Regions from separate parts of the Mus musculus genome. Here regions 2, 3, 4, 5 and 6 are each linked to region 1. The links are chromatin contacts, called in public Hi-C, HiChIP or PLAC-seq, Micro-C and promoter capture Hi-C maps. All regions are on one chromosome and are shown on one strand. The core of a region is the stretch at or near the end of the contact, and the rest is flanking DNA. Distances in the headings are between cores, read along the strand shown.

What was found. Promoter capture Hi-C pulls out the DNA fragments that hold promoters and counts their contacts. A called contact is a pair of places that touch in the nucleus more often than the background predicts. HiChIP or PLAC-seq counts read pairs in DNA pulled down with a chosen protein or histone mark.
Region 2: a Micro-C map of embryonic stem cells shows a contact between it and region 1, with 4 times the contacts expected there. The contact joins the promoter of Stk39 here to the promoter of Cers6 in region 1. A contact is called at or near these places in 10 of 484 Hi-C or Micro-C datasets (CD4 T cells, CD8 T cells, Sertoli cells and 4 more).
Region 3: a contact with region 1 is called in a promoter capture Hi-C map of neural stem cells. The contact joins the promoter of Spc25 here to the promoter of Cers6 in region 1. A contact is called at or near these places in 16 of 39 promoter capture datasets (the 3T3-L1 cell line, 3T3-L1-derived adipocytes, the HPC-7 cell line and 11 more), 16 of 484 Hi-C or Micro-C datasets (the HPC-7 cell line, Th1 cells, embryonic stem cells and 9 more), 10 of 115 datasets of contacts at active chromatin or transcription factors (the NIH/3T3 cell line, astrocytes, bone marrow-derived macrophages and 7 more) and 3 of 9 other capture datasets (adipose tissue, liver and pancreatic islet).
Region 4: a contact with region 1 is called in a Hi-C map of nephron progenitors, with 2.9 times the contacts expected there. The contact joins the enhancer-like site here to the promoter of Cers6 in region 1. A contact is called at or near these places in 1 of 484 Hi-C or Micro-C datasets (nephron progenitors), 7 of 115 datasets of contacts at active chromatin or transcription factors (bone marrow-derived macrophages, embryonic hindbrain, embryonic limb bud and 4 more) and 1 of 9 other capture datasets (macrophages).
Region 5: a promoter capture Hi-C map of liver shows a contact between it and region 1. The contact joins the promoter of Nostrin here to the promoter of Cers6 in region 1. A contact is called at or near these places in 13 of 39 promoter capture datasets (the 3T3-L1 cell line, 3T3-L1-derived adipocytes, the HPC-7 cell line and 8 more), 1 of 15 datasets of contacts at CTCF or cohesin (the NIH/3T3 cell line), 1 of 484 Hi-C or Micro-C datasets (extraembryonic endoderm stem cells), 12 of 115 datasets of contacts at active chromatin or transcription factors (the SCID.adh cell line, bone marrow-derived dendritic cells, bone marrow-derived macrophages and 8 more) and 2 of 9 other capture datasets (adipose tissue and liver).
Region 6: a contact with region 1 is called in an H3K4me3 HiChIP or PLAC-seq map of bone marrow-derived macrophages, with 4 times the contacts expected there. The contact joins the enhancer-like site here to the promoter of Cers6 in region 1. A contact is called at or near these places in 2 of 39 promoter capture datasets (cranial neural crest and hippocampal neurons) and 4 of 115 datasets of contacts at active chromatin or transcription factors (bone marrow-derived dendritic cells, bone marrow-derived macrophages, embryonic forebrain and 1 more).

The regions. Positions count from the first base shown.
Region 1 is chr2:68,859,750-68,862,847 of GRCm38.p6, reverse strand. Cers6 (ceramide synthase 6) reads right to left here and starts at 1,407. Exons shown (of 10, transcript NM_172856.4): 1 at 1,043-1,407. The coding sequence starts at 1,212.
Region 2 is chr2:68,470,727-68,473,514 of GRCm38.p6, reverse strand. Stk39 (serine/threonine kinase 39) reads left to right here and starts at 1,534. Exons shown (of 18, transcript NM_016866.2): 1 at 1,534-1,881. The coding sequence starts at 1,638. It overlaps Gm13596 (a long non-coding RNA gene), which reads right to left and starts at 551. Exons shown (of 4, transcript XR_866392.3): 1 at 1-551.
Region 3 is chr2:69,204,736-69,207,590 of GRCm38.p6, reverse strand. Spc25 (SPC25, NDC80 kinetochore complex component, homolog (S. cerevisiae)) reads left to right here and starts at 1,378. Exons shown (of 7, transcript NM_001199124.2): 1 at 1,378-1,527; 2 at 2,413-2,565; 3 at 2,670-2,735. The coding sequence starts at 2,427.
Region 4 is chr2:69,154,366-69,157,282 of GRCm38.p6, reverse strand. Nostrin (nitric oxide synthase trafficker) reads right to left here. Exons shown (of 16, transcript NM_181547.3): 4 at 1,108-1,170; 5 at 829-910. Among named protein-coding and RNA genes, the nearest start is that of Nostrin, 20 kb to the right of the region's middle. Within about 2 kb of position 1,617, at least 7 of the 459 cell types and tissues checked have an H3K27ac peak or open chromatin away from gene starts, as enhancers often do. A contact at or near this core is called in nephron progenitors, where this site is marked.
Region 5 is chr2:69,134,531-69,137,419 of GRCm38.p6, reverse strand. It overlaps Nostrin (nitric oxide synthase trafficker), which reads right to left and starts at 1,620. Exons shown (of 16, transcript NM_181547.3): 1 at 1,504-1,620. The coding sequence starts at 1,530.
Region 6 is chr2:69,358,229-69,361,213 of GRCm38.p6, reverse strand. No RefSeq gene overlaps it. Among named protein-coding and RNA genes, the nearest start is that of Abcb11, 17 kb to the right of the region's middle. Within about 2 kb of position 1,718, at least 3 of the 459 cell types and tissues checked have an H3K27ac peak or open chromatin away from gene starts, as enhancers often do. A contact at or near this core is called in bone marrow-derived macrophages, where this site is marked.

The DNA of each region.
Region 1 (3,098 bases), core at 158-2,657:
GCCAAGGTGAGCTGGAGGCAGGGAAGGGAGGTTAGAGTAGAAATGGATATTTGTGATCTAAGAAATCAGCCTTCGCTGATGAATGGAGGTGGGAGGAGGAAAGAGGAAGGCGATTTTTTTTTCAGTTAAAAGAAAGAAGTGTGCGGTGCTGATTTTGTTTCACGAGTAAGTGTTGAATGCACAGCAGGCAAGATCTAGTTCTGTGACTTAAGGCTGACTCAGTGAGAGTAGCACAAGTTTGTGTGCAGTTACAATGGCGAGATCTAACCAAATCGAGGACTCATACCAAAAATTATGAGACAATTCTTTTAACGTTTCAAGTGTCTTCCGGTACCAGCAAGACGCTTATGATTAGTCACGGGGTCCTACTATCGATTCAAATGACTATTTCGAGGGGCACCGGTCCTGTTCTGCCCTCTTTTAAAGAAACCAGTAGCGATCCGGAGTGCTGTCGTCACCTATTTCCCAGGACCCAGGGCCTAAAACTCCGTGTCACGGATGGAAGCCAGGGAGCAAGCTAAAGCCAAAGGTCCGAGCAAATTCTTCTGCAGCGCGGCCCGCGTGCGTGCAAGAGTGGAAGGGCTGGAAGTGTGTGCGCTCCTCCTCCCTCCGGGCCGCGCGTCCCCATCGTTCCAGGCTGTCAGGTGGGTGGCGGCGAGCCTCGGAGGAGAAGCCCAATCTGGAAGCGCCTAGTGCCGGCTCGGAGGGAGCCGGCCGAGCCCTCGGCGCAGCGGTTCCCCGCGGCCAGCCTCCGCTCACCTTTGTTCGCCGACCCTCTCTAGGAGGAGGAAGCCGGGAAAGGAGGAGCGCGGGCGGTGACCAAGCGCCCTGCCGCCCCTTCGTGGCGCCCCGGAGGAAATCCGCGGTCGAGTTGGACCCTCTCTAGCTCCCTAGAAGTCAGCCTGGCCGAGGGATCGGGACCCCACAGAGAACACAAAGGTTGGGAGGTGTGAGCCCAAGCGCGGGGGCGTGCGCCACGGAGCAGGCGAGTGTGCACGCGTGTGCGTGTGTGCGGGAGAGCAGGCACTTCGGCCCTTCTTACCTCTCGAAGATGAGCCGCACCATGAAGATGCAGAAGGCCAAGGGGAAGGCAAGGTAGAGGTCCTCCGCCTGCGGAAAGGTGGCTTCCTCCGTGTTCTTCAGGTCTGCCCAGGTGACATTGTGCGGAAGCCAAAACCGCTCGTTCCAGAACCAGGCTAAGATCCCTGCCATCTTGCTTTGTCCACTCCGGTGTCGCTGCTCCCGCGCTCCTCCGAGCTCTCTGCAGCTCAGGGCACTGGGGATGCGCGCTGGGTTGGCCGGGAGCCTTTGCCGCTGCCGCTCCGCCTGCCGCCGCCTCCTCTGTGGCCGCTGCACTCTCAGGCTCCGCGATCCGCTCCACTCCTCCCTCTGGCCGCGCTGGGAAAAGGGCCGCCTCGCCTGTCACGTGGCAGCCTGGCCGCACGCCCTGATTGGCTAGTGTTCCCGTCAAGCACCGAGGCACACGCGGCCGGCTCGCCCACGCCCTGGGAGCTGCGGGCCGCGCTCTGGCTCTGGACCCGCACCTGGAGCGCGTCCCGCACCTCTGTCCCAGCCCCAAGTTGGGTCGCACCTGGTTAGAACGCCAGCTCCTGCCCCACTGGAGTGTCTGCGCTCTTGTCCTCTTCCTGAGCGCAGGGAGGCGAAAAGGAGCCTGGCAGGGGCCGAGCTTCCAGAGAGAGCCCTGCGCTGAAAAAGAACCCCAGAAGAAGAAGTAGGGGGCGCAAAGGCGAAGGAGGAAGGAGTGGGAGGGGAAGGATCATCCTCTCCAGTGCTAAAAGAAAATCAGGAACTGGGGCTGGATGATTTGGCAAGAGACTTCTGCCTCCGACCCGCACCTCACCCCCCTCCTTGACCTTCCTGGCACGTTTTACACTACTGCTTCCCCTTGAGCTGGGTCCCCCAAGGAACAAGGCTCCTAATTTTGATTTATGAAGTAGCACAAGAAATTAGGCATTTATGATTGATTAATGAATTGCTTGATGATGGTGTCTAATGGTGATAGCAGCTAGTAACGGCAGCATTATGGGGAACTGCGCCAGTAACCTCTGAAAATACTGTGGGAACCACATTTTGACTTGGTAGATAATGGGGGCAGGAGTATTTATTCCTCCTCTCCCTGCCTTTAAACCAAACTCTCAAGGCCTCCTGATTCTCACCTCCTGTTCTTTATTGAACTTCCATTCATGCCTTCCCCACCCAATGAAGTCACTCAAGGTCAGCTGTGATTGCAAAGGTCAGTTCCTGCCTTAATTCAGGCTGTTTGTTTTGACATATGGCTCAATCAATGAAAATGCGTTCCTCATACTTGCAGAGGCAAAGTCCAAAGCCAAAGTTCTAGGCAATCTAAGGGGTGGCAAAGACACCCTTCCTGGACTCTTCCTGACAGGTGATTGTCTTCGCAGAGAATTTCTTGTTGCAGAGACAGAGAGACTGCACCCGTGTGTCATCTGACTAGGGCTCCAACCAAGGTTTCATCCTCATAAGTTAATTACATCCCAAGATTTCATTCTCATAAACTAATTACATCCCAAGGGCTTAGCCTCCAAATGCCAGTGCACTGAATTTGGGGAGAACACATTCAGTCCCTAGCAGTTCTCTTTGGATGGTCGATGACTACTCTCTCCTCCAGACCTGTCCTTCCTGTGGTCACGGCTCAGTCCAAAAGGAAGCAGCCACTTTCCTCTTGCTTGCATACTTCCTTTCTAACATCACAAATTCATCCAAGTCATTTTATAAACCATTACCTTACACCCTCCACTACCTGTTTGGCTACCAGCTGATCTAAACTGCCGTACCATTTCACATCTGAGCAGTCCCCATCACCACTCAAACCCCAGTTCTGCCTGTGTCCCATTACTGTCCTCTCTTGGCCATAGTGCTCAGGTTGAAATGTTTGTCCCACAATTCCAGTACTTAAACCTGCTTTAGCTCTGTTCTCCCCCAAGCAGAAGTCAAAGCCATTATGTCTTAAGACATTTGGTTCCTTATTATCTCTCTGATCTCGTGTGTTCTCTTCCCTCGGGGCTCCCTGCTCTTTACAAAACATACCTACCGTACCCACACAGTCTTTGTGTGTG
Region 2 (2,788 bases), core at 285-2,784, 390 kb after region 1:
TGCCCTGTTCATCAGAGGCCTAGAGTTTGTTTATGAAGTAGTCTATTTCTTGACATAAATTAAAACAAATATGCTGGCTTTTTAAAAAATAGTATATCTGCACAAAAGGAAATACAAGTTCTTAGCAGCATAAATATTAGCTCTTTGAGCAAGTCATGCTAGTTGCTAGTTTATCCATCTGTCCCATAGTGCCCTAAGAGGTTAAGTAAACAGTTAACGTCATTGCTTTTGCCAGACAACTGGTTTTTCTCCTAGCAAATGTCTAAGTTTCTTTTGAATTATTTTTTAAAGAGTTTAAGGAGATTTTTATTTTTATCCCTTTAAGAGTTTCATGGCTCTCCTGTGCTTTGTTCTTTCTCAAGCCTGGCTGTCTCGTGAGAACCAGCCAGCCTAATGTCAGCCACATAACGAATACGCCTATTGAGTCAGAGTACCATTCCAGCCTGAGACAAGAATCTTTTAATAGTGGTCACCTCTGTGAGGGATGAGAGTTGAACATTCAAATGTGACACCTGCAATTAGAAAAATCTCTGGTTTTGCCACAGCTATTTTAAAGATGAGGTAATTTGGGGAGTGTTGAAAAAGCAGCATTTATTCAAAACTTTCCATTGCAGTTAATTTATGCCCCAGTAGGTTCATAGTGTTCTGTCAAGAAACTTGCTGTCTGACCTTAGGGTCTTAAAGGGTTAATGTGACTGTTTATGTATTCATTTGTACTTGGTATCGAACCAAGGACCTTAAGTGTATTAAGCTGGCACTTTACCTCCGAGCATGGTTTTAAGCACATAAAAAGTGCTGGGGATAGAACCATAGCATGCTAGGCCTGCGCTCTGATTTTGTTACACTCCTTTCTCCTCTCTACTTCTTGTAACTTCACTGCCCCTGACATCACCTTCCTAGGGTCCAAGTGTCTTTGAACAAAAGAGAAAGCCGGGGATTTAGGGAGTCGGGTTTCATTTCAGAGCAGCACTGGCGATTTCATTAGGCAAGGTGCGAAAGGGCTCCTGCCAGGTAAAGCGCCGGAAAGTTACAAGTTGGGTTATTTTTTAACCGGCGTCCTACAAAACCGACGCCGTGTAGGTAGGTGTCTCCCTCGCTAACTTGTAAAAGAACTCCAGGTTCTTTCGCTCGCTCGGGGAGAGTTAGCAGGCTGAGAATCTGGCAGCCGTTCAACGACCCCGCCCTCGGAGTCCCAGGGGGGCTTCTTCGGGAGAGTGCGATTGTCTAGGGCGGAGGCGCGGCAGGGCAGGAAGGGAGCGGGGCAAGCCCCGAAATCACCCCCCGAAGCCGCCCGGCTCCCAGCGCGTGGAAACTTCCCTGGCGGCGAGCAGGGCGGGAGGGGGCGGCGGTTCCCCTCGGCGCTGAGAGCACCGTGCGCGCGAGGATCGGGGCGCGCGGCGGGCGCGGCGGCCGCCGCCTCCTCCCGTCCCCGCCTCCGCGGCGCAGCCTCCTCCCTCCGCCCCGCTCGGCCTCCGGCTGGCTCCCTCCCCTCGTGGCAGGCTCCGGCGGCGGCGGCGGCTGCGGCGGACGGGGAGGGCGTGCGCCGGCCGAGAGGTGTGGGCGACGAGGCTAGGGAAGTTTCAAGTGGAAGGTCGTCCGCCGGCCGGCGCGTCCCCTCACTCTCCTCCCGCAGCATCATGGCGGAGCCGAGCGGCTCGCCTGTGCACGTCCAGCTTTCCCAGCAGGCGGCCCCGGTGACAGCGGCGGCGGCGACGGCCCCGGCGGCCGCGACATCAGCACCAGCCCCGGCCCCGGCCCCGGCTCCGGCGGCGTCCGCAGCCCCGGCCCCGGCTCCAGCTGCTGCTCCAGCCCCGGCCCCGGCAGCTCAGGCGGTCGGCTGGCCCATCTGCAGGGACGCGTACGAGCTCCAGGAGGTTATCGGTCAGTGCGGAGGGTGCTGCGGGGCCGGTCCAGGCCGGGCGCCGAGACTGGGCGGGAGTGGGTGCGGGATGCGGTTCTCCTGCCTGCCTGCACGCCCAGAGGCAGAGCGGCCGGCTTCGGGGCCTACCGGCTTCAACAGTTATTTTATTGTCTTTTTTAATTTTTAATTTGTCCCTTCCTTCCCTGAGCGCGGCTGCTGCAGGAGGTGGCGCGGCGGATGTGACTCGCACTGCAGACGAGCTGCAGGCTGCAAACTTTTATCTCCCGGATCGCCGGGGCGGCGGAGCTGGAACCCAGTAACGCCGCATCCTCCTCCCCCCTCGAGCCCTGGGGCCGCAGCTCGTGGCCGCTGACCACGCGGATGGGCTGCCTGGGCGGGGTGGGGATGCGGGGGCGCCGCCCTGGGCTTCCGCGCCCCCGCGCCGTGCTGGGTGAAACGCGTCCTGGGAGACCCTGCGGGCGCAGCCGCGCCTCTGCCTCCTGCCATGACCTCTCGGTGGGTAGCCCAGCCACGTAGTAGTGGCAGAGGCCCAGGCGCCTGCCCAGACCAGGGAGGATGCTGGCCTTCTTCTGACAGCCGCCGCATGCTCGCCCTGCAACCCGGCTCTGCGCGCGGTGCGCCCGGTACCTGCCTCCCTCCTTGCGGGCGCGCCGCCTGCTGCCAGCCCCGGGGCCGGTGAGCGGCCGCGCTGGCCTTCTGCCCTGCTCCGGGAGGATCTGCTGGGGTGAAACTCGAGGCTGTCCACGATCCGCGCCCAGCCTTTCGGTGTCTCCTAGGCAGCTCACTAATACCATCTTATCTTACATTTTTAAATACCTGGCAAAGTCGAAAGGCAAGAAGCCCGCGTTACTTTTCTTTGAGCCAAACACGTGTAGGGCCAGGATATTTGTGGTGTCCTCTAGCTTA
Region 3 (2,855 bases), core at 129-2,628, 340 kb before region 1:
GTTTTTTTTGGGGGGGGGGGTTTGAGACAGGGTTTCTCTGTGTAGCCCTGGCTGTCCTGGAACTCACTCTGTAGACCAGGCTGGCCTCAAACCCAGAAATCCATCTGCCTCTGCCTCCTGAGTGCTGGGATTAAAGGCGTGCACCACTTGGGGATAAAATAGCCATAATCTGGTAGCTTAATCTTATAGTTGGCATTTGGATGCTTAAAGGGAATCAAAGAAATATTAGTATGGTCTACAAGCAAAGGGTTATTTTCAGAAACAATTATCATAATCAAAGATGAAAATAACAATAATTTTTTTTTAATATTGACCATCTCAAGTTCCTTGTTTTCTCTTTCTTTTCTTTTTTCTTTCTTTTTTTTTTTTTTTTTTTTTTTTTTTGGTTTTTCAAGACAGGGTTTCTCTGTGTAGCCCTGGCTGTCCTGGAACTCACTCTGTAGACCTGGCTGGCCTCGAACTCAGAAATCCGCCTGCCTCTGCCTTCCAAGGGCTGGGATTAAACGCGTGTGCCACCACACTTCAAGTTCCTTTTCTTTAAAGGGCATATTCTCAATTCCCTATCTTTCTCAGTTTTACAAAGAAAGATGTAGTTAGCAAGTCTGTTTCATCTGTGAAGTTGTCTTCTAACAAATCTTAGCTTAAAATCTTTACTATTTTTTAAAATTATGTGTATTTTTAATTATATGTTTAATAACTTGGTGGCTTCCATCTGTCTCTCTTCAGGGAGCACCGGTTACTTTAGTATACAGTGTTCTGATCCCATTCAGTTTGAAGTTCTGCGAGATCCAGGAGCTTGTTTTTGCCAGTAGGTCTTAAAATCAACAGCTGAAGGACTGGCGACATGGCTCAAAGTTGCAGGGCGTCTGCTCCTCAGGCAGAGGAGAGGAGTTTGATTATCAGTGGCTCACAACTGTTCCAGGGGATCCGATGCCCCCTTCTGTAAACACGTTCAAACATAAAAATTAAATAAGTAAAATACTCACGATAAATCAATGTTAGAAAAGCTTGGGAAATTCAAACATTAAGTTTGGGTAAATAGTTTGGTAACTTTCAGGATGTTTCAGCCTAATCAATCATAACTGGAGTCTGTTCAAGAGGATTTTCCGTCATTTCCAAAATAAAACGAGTGCAAGGAAGAAGGAAGTATATGTCATAAAAGAAAGCAGTTAAATTTCAATTTTTACATTTTTTTCTTCATTCTGGGGCAAGCCCTTCTACTTCACTATAGACCGCGTCCCAAGCTGTCTCAGCAAAGAACTACGAATCCCAGAATGCTCTGCTCCATAGTTGTCCGCGAGAATTCCGCAGGCCGATATCAACCAATCCTTGCACGGAGAGTCTGCCCTGTCAGCCAATCAGAAGACGGAGTTGAAGGGCGGGTAAGCAGGCGGTGGAGAGTTTGAAATTGAAAGACTGCGCGCTGGAGGAGCAGCAGACCCGGGAGCAGCAGACGGAAGAGCGGCGGGCTGGTTCCTGCCGGACAGGTCCAGTCTGGTGGAGACCGCGGCGTTCCTGGCCGCTCAGGTCGGGAGCCGTTTGAAGGGTTGTGGGGCTTCGCCGACCGCACGCCCGGGCTGAGGGAAGCCGGCCTGGGCATGTCGGCGTGGGTCCGCAGAGCCTGGAATGCGGGCGTCCGCTGTTAGCCGCGGAGTTCGGGTCCTGGCGCTGCTCGGTCCCGATCACACTCCCCTCTTCCGCCCTGCAGGGGGAGGAGTGGACGGAGCAGTCGGCCAGGGGTCTGATGCAGAAAACCTGCAGGTCTGTCTGTCCCCCAACCTCTTCGAGTCTCGGTCTCGTTGCCTGCGAGCAGGTCCTTTAGGAGAAGCGGAGTGACACCGGGGTCCTGTTAAAACATGACTTGAAAGCTTCGTGCAACCTTGTTTTGGTCATATTCTTTCCTCTCCTCCACCTCCCTTCATGCCTTCAGAACAGATTGATGCACATCCACCACAGTTAAGCCCAAATTGGCTTGGATCATCCTGTTGCTAACTACCGGACTGTTAGTGGATTATTTTTATCTTATTTTACATTTTATTAGGTTCTGGCCCAATGTTGACCAGGCTATCTTTGAACTCAAATACCTTCCTCTGCCTCTCTGCCTCTCTGCCTCCGATGTGCTGGGACAGTGCTGGGACAAAAGGCGAAAAAAGGCGTTTAGTTCACACCCTGTTGTGTTTATTTAGAAAAGGTCTCTTGTATATCAGACTGGTCCTGACGTTGGCTGACCTTTACCTCAGATTCTCCTGCCCCCAGCTGGAAATGTTGGAATTAAAGTCTGCCTTTATGCTAGCTGAGTTGCTCAATTATTAACCATTCTGTAGCAAAGTCAACCTGCAGACATAAACTCGAAAATGTGGCTTATTTGGTGTCGATAGCAACTAAAATACAGCTTTGTGCTCTGTTTTGCAGTGTCTTAAAACATAATGGGTGAAGACGAATTGGCACTCTTAAATCAAAGCATCAATGAATTTGGGGATAAGTTCAGAAACAGACTCGATGATAATCATAGTCAAGTGCTGGGACTTAGAGACGCCTTCAAGGACTCCATGAAAGCGTTTTCAGGTACTGCCAGCCCTTAACTCCTAACTTGTGGATTTTGCTGACCTTATTTATTTTTTACTGTTATTTCAGCGGGATTCAAATATCTCTTGTAATTTGTCTTTCAGAAAAGATGTCTTTGAAATTAAAGGAAGAAGAGAGGATGACTGAGATGATTCTGGAGTATAAAAACCGTATGTGAATCGTGTGTAGATTAGCTTTTAGATTGAAGGTCTTTATCGTGAAATCTTAAGTAAGACAGTGTTGTGAGTGTTCGTACATTCACACACATGCATAGACAGTCATCAAAATTC
Region 4 (2,917 bases), core at 368-2,867, 290 kb before region 1:
TACAAATGGTTGTGAGCTACCCGATATGGGTGTCGGGATTAAATTTCCAGTCTTCCATAAGAGCAGATCCTGTTTGTAACCACTGAGCCATCTTTCTAAAATCCACTATATATGTATGTTATCTTCACAGTGCTGAATATTGAATTCAAGGCCAAAAACATGCTGTCCCAGAGCTAGGTCCCTGGCTCTCCTATAAACCTTTTAATGACTCTATCTTAGTCTATTGCTTGACTTCTTCAGACTTATTTTTAATGATAAAGTAGTTGCTCCCTACTATTTTTTTCACTATATTGCCAACACTGTGTTAACAAACATTATTGTTTATTATTATTATTATTATTATTATTAATTATTTTCATTATAAATTTCTGAGACTCACTATTACTGTAGCCTTTTGCTCTGTGGGCCATAGACAGAAATCTTGCTCATGTGTTTATTTCTTTAGTCCTTTTGAGTCACTGTCTCAAGCTGTTTTGGAAAATGCTGTGTAATCAAGTCTGATCTTGAACTCTCTATTCCCCTGCCCCCACAACCCAAGTGCAGAGATTTACAGGCACGCAGCACGGCCCCCAGCTTTGTTTTTAAACACAGGACCTCAGTATATAGTCCTGGTTGGCTTGAAATTTATTAGCCTAGAATGCATAGAAATTCACCTTCTTCTGCCTCGTGAATTTGTTTGGTTTGTTTGTTTGTTTGTTAGGAATGTTTTATTATGTTGGGGTTTGAATCTCGGGCCTGGGGTACATGAGGAGGGTGCCTTAGCCACTGAGTATTCCCTAGCTCTACTGATTTTGCCTTTAAGGGAAAAGCGCAGCCTGGTGGTCTCACCGACTTTCTCTTCTTCTCTTGCATACTCAGGACCTGGTGTGTTGGCTTTATCGCTTCCAACTCAATTGCTTTGCCAAGTTTTCTGGAAATAGAAAATTGTCTTGGGTTTATATCTACTGTCCAAATTCGTTTCCGGGGAGATAAGTGAGTGGCAGGTTACAGCTTATCAATTCAGGGCAGGATTGAAGGGGAATACTGACACCCACCCACTCTAAGTAGGGACAAAGGTATGGGGAGGGTAGGAGAGGGCGAGGGGATGGTGTTACTGGAAGCACTCACTGATGGAGGTCTGCTGCAGACTTCATGCTCTCTGAGGCCCAGGCCCAAGCAGTGCTGAGACAGCTGGAGACAGAAAGGGGTGGGATGGAGGTGGGGGTCATTCTCTGGTGAGCTCTGAGAAATCAAACACCACAGCCCACAAGCTGCCTCCACCCTCACATTGGCTCCCTGGCTGGGGTTTCAGTTTCTCCAGGAGATTAAATTCAGCCAGTATATTTATTTGTGCCACAGACATTCTACACACTGACTGCTCCCGCTCCCGACCCCAGGGTTGATGCCTTTTTTTTTTTTCTTTTCATTTAGATTTTCATCTTCTATTTTGTGTCTGCAGAAAATCAGGGAAATAAAGTGACCAAGGAAGAGAGCAGGTAGGTGTGGTGTGTGTGTGTGTGTGTGTGTGTAACTTTAGAAGACTCTCAATGAAAATCTCTTCAGGTCCCCTTATAGATAAATAAAGCAAGTCTTTGAGGACGTAAGTGGCAAAGGATGGAAGTGACTGCAGGATGTGAGCAGAGTCCCTGGCACAGGTGCCCACTGCTCTTGAAATTGGAGCCCCAGTCTTGCACCATCCTGACTTTTAGGCCAGCCTCAGATCTTTCCTGGTCCTGTGTGTAATAAACACAAAGGTCACAAATATTCCTGGGGGCCTATAGGGAGGACAGGAAGCCTAGTGTTATCTCCTCTCACAGCAGGAGTCAGCTCTAGGGAGTCCATAAGGAGTCCTCTCAAGTCAGGGCAAACTAAAAAGTCGGTTAACTGCAGGGACAGAGCACATGCCAATTTTAAGAGGGAGGAAGGGAGGAAGCTGCCTTTCTACCAGAAGTGGAATGGATCCAAGGTGGGCCTCCAGTGGCCTAATCTGCATCTTGCACTGGACCATAAGAAAACCAGGCCGGGCAGTGGTGGCGCACGCCTTTAATTCCAGCACTTGGGAGGCAGAGGCAGGTGGATTTCTGAGTTTGAGGCCAGCCTGGTCTACAGAGTGAGTTCCAGGACAGCCAGGGCTACACAGAGAAACCCTGTCTTGAAAAAACTAAAAAGAAAGAAAGAAAGAGAGAGAGGGAGAAAGAGAGAGAGAGAGAGAGAGAGAGAGAGAGAGAGAGAGAGAGAGAGAGAGAGAGAGAGAGAGAGAGAGAGAGAGAGAGAAAGAAAACCAGACCAAGTGCCAGGGTTTTTACAATCTAAAGCAACACCAGAGAGTTGCCTAGTGTATGTTTCCAGGGACAGGAACACACAGAAGAGACAAAAGTAATATACACGCATATGAAAGGCCTCAGTGGTTGTTTGGTGCTGGCCAGGGCAGAGGTGTGAACAGAAAGAAGCAACCTGGAGTGGGTTGAAAAATGTCTGACCCTGGTGATGGTCAGTTACGTGGTATACACGTCAGTTAGACTGGACTCAACCCTACATTTAAAATCAGCTCTGCTGGACAACGTGACTCACCCCTGTAATCCCAGCAACTGGGAGGCGGTGGCAGAAGGATCAGATTGTCTGAGGTTACACAAGGAGTTTGAGATCAGCCTGGGCTCCATGGACTCCACCAACAAATAAGTGCTTATTATTTCATGTAAATTAAACCAAATATAATTGTTTTTCTAAGGATACGAGGGACTACGGAGAAGTGCGCAGGTGACTGCACAGACACTGGACAGCTTGGCACGAAATGCATCCTGGGTGTGGGCCTCAGAGAGTCCAGAGCCCGGATCTGAAAGCAGATATTCCTGGCTGCAGGTTTTCTGTGTGATCCTGGAAGACTCACTCAGCTTCTCTGAGCCTCATTTAACTGACCTTGTAAACGATAAATGCACGG
Region 5 (2,889 bases), core at 371-2,870, 270 kb before region 1:
GTAAGCTGTGCTGTCTACCTACACACACACACACACACACACACACACACACACACAATGATATGATAGACTTTTAACTCCCCTTTTTCTTTCTTTTCTCTTTTAAAAACCTAGTTGGTCCTGCCTCCTGTCTCCCTCTCTTTTGTCTATTGTACTATCTCGGCATTGACTTTCTCTTTAAATACTTGCCAGTACCAAGTGTTTGCCTCAACTTATCTGGGTGTCACCTGAACCAGGGAAAACATCACCAGAATCCATGTGAGACAGGCGAGGATTTAAAAGTGTAGTAGGGTGCAAATACAAAGAGAAAAGAACAAATTTCTCTAAAAGGTTACCCATAACCACCCAATGCCGAGTAGATTGAGGCTGTGTGCCAAAGTAAGGGGTGAGGTGGGGGTTCACTCAATATTGTCATTCAAGTGTGGTGTTGGAATCTGTGTATTCATTAAGCATATCTTTTTAATGCTTAATGGAACTGGTGCTACGCTATCTTCTTAATCTCTTAGATGTTTGCCTCACTTCAGCCTCAGGATTCTTGAACTAGGTTTGTCCAATAGCAGTTGGAATTCCACCTCTCCTAAGCCCATGGTTTCCTTGCCCTTTGAATAAACAACAAGGAAAGCTGCATCCTCTGCTGATCATGGCTTCCTCACAGATTTCTCCTATTTGCTTTTCCACAGGCTGGTTGGTTGGTTTGTTTCTTTCAATAAAATATATGAACCATGGCTACAATTCCTGGCTTCTGAGGTCACCAAGTTTTTCGCTTTACAGCTTGGGTAAGACATTGAAAATCCTTGATTACTTTGGTTTCGGAACAAATTTCCCTTCCCTTTATTTCCTTTGCATCTTGTCTCCTAGGTCAAATCTCTGCCACTAATAATACATTAGTGACTGTGCTGTGTGTCTTTGGACTTTTGATCAATATTGTATTGGGAGGGGGGCAGGGAAGATCCCAGGACCAGAGCAAGCAGGCTGGCGAACCAGCTACCAGGCTGACACAATGGGAGTCTGTTCTGTGTCCTGAGGGCTTTTGGGATCACAACTCTCAAGCTGTTTGATTAAAAAGCAGGAATGGGTTGAAGGGTGTGGAGGGGAGGCAAATCCTTCCCTGACTCAATCTCTGAGCCCAAATGCATTGCAGACGGTCTGTGAGCTTCCCTGTCTACTCTACACACGATGTTGACTATGTTGGCACCTCATCAAGCAAGCTTTAATATTGCTTCTCAAACAGCCCCGTCTGGATCCAAGTAGGATGCTATAGACTCACCCAAATCTTTCCCCATCAATTTGAGAACTAAAGACGGCTATGACTGTCACATTTTCAAGAGGGCTCTATTTTAAGCTTAACCAAAGAAAAACCGCAGACTTCTGTTCCACAGCCAAAATCTAAACACGCCTGCTTTCTGAATGCCTCCAATTTCTGCAGCTTAGAAACCACTAATCTATAAATTTTCCCCTAGCCTCGTACACACAGGCACACACACACTGCACTGGGCTACTCACCGAACAGTCCGTCAGTGGGTCCCTCATGTTGAAATGCTGTCTGCTTTTTCTTTTACCTACGCTCGATCCAGCATGCTGGACGCTGCAATCAATCAGGTTGGGTGTGTTCTGGACTTCCGGGATTCAAAGGGCTTAGAGTACGTCAGTCCTTGTCAAACACACCAAGGAGGAAGTTCCAGCCCCTGGACTTTCATCCAGTTCATTTCCTGAAAAAGCACAGAACAGCTCTGGGTCAAAAGAGCCAGTGGGAATGGTGAGAAGCAGTCCAGTGAACTTTGAGGCCCTGAGGTGTAGCCTTGAGAGAAGGCTCAGAAGCTGGGTAGAGTTCCCCATGATCTGGATGCCTGGAATGATGGTGGAAATTGCTGGTCCAGTCATGGCTTGTATTTTCTGTGCGTTATGCTGCTCTGACCTTTGGGGTCTAGGCAAGCTAGATAGGTGAAAAGTGACAGTCACAGCTGTCTTTCGTTCTCACGTTGATTGGAGAAGGTGAGTTAAGTACGCAGCATTCCCACCTGGATCTAGGTGGGGCTGTCTGATGGTTTGCCTTGATTGACAACTGGATAGGATCTAGACTCACCTAAGAGGCTCACCTAAGAGCATGTCCGTGAGGGGGGTGTCTAGATTGAGTTAATGGAGGTGGAAAGACCGACCCTAAGTGTAGGCAGCATGATCAGATAAGCTGGGGTCCTGACCGTCAGTAAAAAGGAGAACGTGAGTGGCGGACTAGCATTCCTCTCTCTGGGACCTGTCTGCGGATGCAATAGGACCAGCTGCCCTCAAGCTCCTGCTGCCTTGCATTTCCTGTCATGATACACTGTACTTCAAACTACAGGCCACAATAAACCCTTTCCTTCTGCTTTTATCAGGCAGCTAGTCGCAGCAATGAGGACAATAACGAACACAGTAGGTCAATCCCTGAGGTGATGACAAATTTCCTATAGTCCCGGCTTTGATATGTAAATTAATGGCCCATACCCTCCTGCAATATCAAACCTCTATTTTTTCTGCTCCAAGTCACTCAGAGCTGGTACCAAACAACCTTATGAGACTGTTAACACTAAAGTGTCCAGAAGACTATCAGGAAGCAGACCATTTATGAAACACCTCTCAGGGCTGAACTGAATCCAGCCCTCACTCTCAGCCAAGCAGGACCAAGAGGCTAGGCTATTAATTTAAGCCTAAGATTGGCCTTCTTTTTTCATGGCTCAAAATGATGGGCAGAGCTGGCAATCAGTAACTTATTTTATTGTTGCTTTTAAAAATACCTTTCCCAGTTGTCAGTCCCTAGGTTTCTAATTGCCTATGGATTTATGACAATCATTTACAAGGCTCAGAGTAGCTTTGCTCTGACTTGTGACTTGTCTGAGAATAGGTTTTGTCCCC
Region 6 (2,985 bases), core at 469-2,968, 500 kb before region 1:
GATACAAGTCACAGACCACATGAAGAAGGAAGACCAAAGTATGGATACTTCAGTCCTTAGAAGGAGGAGCAAAATGGGTGGAGATACAGAGACAAAGTGTAGATTAGAGACTAAAGGAAAGGCAATTCAGAGACTGCCCCACCTGGGGATCCATCCCATATACAATCACCAAACCCAGACACTATTGTGGATGCCAGCAAGTGCTTGCTGACAGGAGCTTGATATAGCTGTCTCCTGCGAGGCTCTGCCAGAGCCTGACAAAATCAGAGGTGCATGTTCTCAGCCAACCATTGGACTGAGCACAAGGTCCCCAATGGAGGAGCTAGAGAATGGACCAAAGGAGCTGGAGGAGCTTGCAGCGCCATAGTTGGAACAACAATATGAACCAACCAGTACCCTCAGAGCTCCCAGGGACTAAACTACCCTCCAAAGAGTATACATGGAGGGACCCATGGCTCCAGATGCATATGTAGCAGAGGATGGCCTTATTGGACATCAATGGAAGGAAAGGCCCTTGGTCCTGAGAAGGCTTGATGCTCCAGTGTAGGGGAATGCCAGGACAGGGAAGCAGGAGTGGGTGGGTTGGTGAGCAGGGGAAGGGGGGATGGGATAGGGGGGTTAACCAGGAAAGGGTTGTTGACATTTGAAATGTAAACAAAGAAAATATCTAATTAAAAAGAATTCAATCCTAAGCATCCCCTATTAGATAGAGAGACTTATCAAAGAGAAATGTACTATGTCACAAGAAAAGGCATCCTTTCCCACATTATAGGAACCCAGTTGGGCAAGAGTAGTGTCTTGACACATTGGTATGGCTTTTGTAGTAGACAAAGCAGGCAGTTTCAGGGTGACACCGAGTAGATGAAAACTTCAGAACCAGTAAGCCAGCTTCAATTAAATGTTGTCCTTTATAAGAGTTGCCTTAGTCATGGTTTCTCTTTACAGCAATGGAAACCAAAGGGGTAAATGTCTTAGTAGAGAGATGCCCATGTGGGGGCACAGCAGGCTCCAGGAGCAAGAGGGGACACTTACTGAGTAGGAGAGAAAAGATAAATGATTACAGCAGATGTAAGGGAGAGGTGGCTGAAGAGGTAGACTCTAGAATTTGGAGTCAAATATGGTGGGTGGCAGAAGTCAGCAGAAAAAAATGATCCACATATACTTTAGGAGAATCAAATCAACAACTTGATTCCATTAGAGAGGCTGAGTTCTTTGGGAGGGAGTTCGTGTGTGTCCCTCCTGAGTTTTGAGCACCAGATGAGTGATTGTTTCTATGATAGCTTATTTATTTATTATTGTGTCTTCTTTGGGCTTTAAGCTTCATTCATTTATTATTGGTTCTCTTTTGGACTGTAAGCTTCATGAGACCATACCTATTTTGCTTGTAATCTTTGTCTTCAGTGCCTATCCAAATGTCAGACTTTTCTTTAGTGACCAACAGTCTTTGATTAAAAGACTCTTATTGCAACAAATAAATTGTAAGGAAATCAGATTGGGGAAGACATATCCTAGTATGGTTCTTCTTAAGGAACAATGAGCTGTGTTTCCAACCCATGTTCATACATTCCAGTAGTTAGTTAACCCCTTCTTCCCTAGTTCTTTGCTTCCCTATGTGTGTCACGAATGTGGATTGCCTCCCAGAGTCTATGCTCTGAGAGGGAAGAATGGAAAACTGATGGCAGTCAAGGAGAAGGAGAAGTCTTCGGCTTATGAGTCAAGAGTTTCCAGTAATAAGGAAGAGAAACTAAACCCACTGGATTATTTGGGGACTCTCAGAGAGGCCATAGATTCACAAGAGAAAGCAATCATAAATGTTAGGACAATGTGAGATAAATAAAAACAAAGAACCAAGGGCCCAGGAAGTAAGATACAGTCTGACAGATACAACAAAAACTCGGCTGCAGGTCCTTGGAAGGGAGAAATTTTTATTTTTTAATTGAAAGATTTACATTTTCATTTTCCCTTTCATGGAAAATAGATTCTCTTCTTATGCAATATGACCTGATTACAGATTCCCTTCCCTCCACTCCTCCTAGTTACTCCTCATCTTCTCTCCTATCTGCATCCTTTCTGTCTCTCATTGGAAAAGCACAGACTTCTAAGAGGTAACAACAAAACATTATAAGATAAGAGATAATAAGATAAAATATAAACCATCACATCGATGTTGGACAAGGCAAACTCATGGAAGGAAAAGAGCCCAAGGGAAGGAACAGGAATTAGTGGCCTGCTTATTCCCACATTCAGGAATCCCATAACAATACTAAGGTTGGAGCATAATCTGCATGCAGAGGGGCCGATCCCCGCCCATGCTGGCCTTGTGCTTGCTGCTTCCATCTCAGTGAGTCCATGTGAGCTTCGCTCAGGTGATTTAGAGGGCCATAGACTCTTTGTGTCCTCCATTCCCTCGAGCTCTTACTCCCTTTCTGCCTTCTCTTCTGTGGGGTCCCCTGAGCTTTGAAGAGAGTGAATTGATGATCCCACTTAGAGCTGAGTGTTCCAAGGTCCCTCTCCCTCTCCCTCTCCCTCTCCCTCTCCCTCTCCCTCTCCCTCTCCCTCTCCCTCTCCCTCTCCCTCTCCCTCTCCCTCTCCCTCTCCCTCTCCCTCTCCCTCTCCCTCTCCCTCTCCCTCTCCCTCTCCCTCTCCCTCTCCCTCTCCCTCTCCCTCTCCCTCTCCCTCTCCCTCTCCCTCTCCCTCTCTCTCTCTCTCTCTCTCTCATTAAGGGTCTCTGTATTTGTTAGAAAGTGGGGAAATTTTTAAATGAATTCAATGGAGGAATGAAGAAAAAGGGGTACATTTCTTCAGAGGTGGAAGTTTTAAGGAGTTTAGAGGCTTAAAGTCGTAAAGGTAAGAATGGAGAAACAACATTGCAAATGATAAGGTGTGTAAATTTACGATATGTAAATCCCCACACGTGATCTTATTTTATGTCGATAGCCATCTGATCACACATGGTTCAACAACAAGCAAACAATAAGCCAAAAT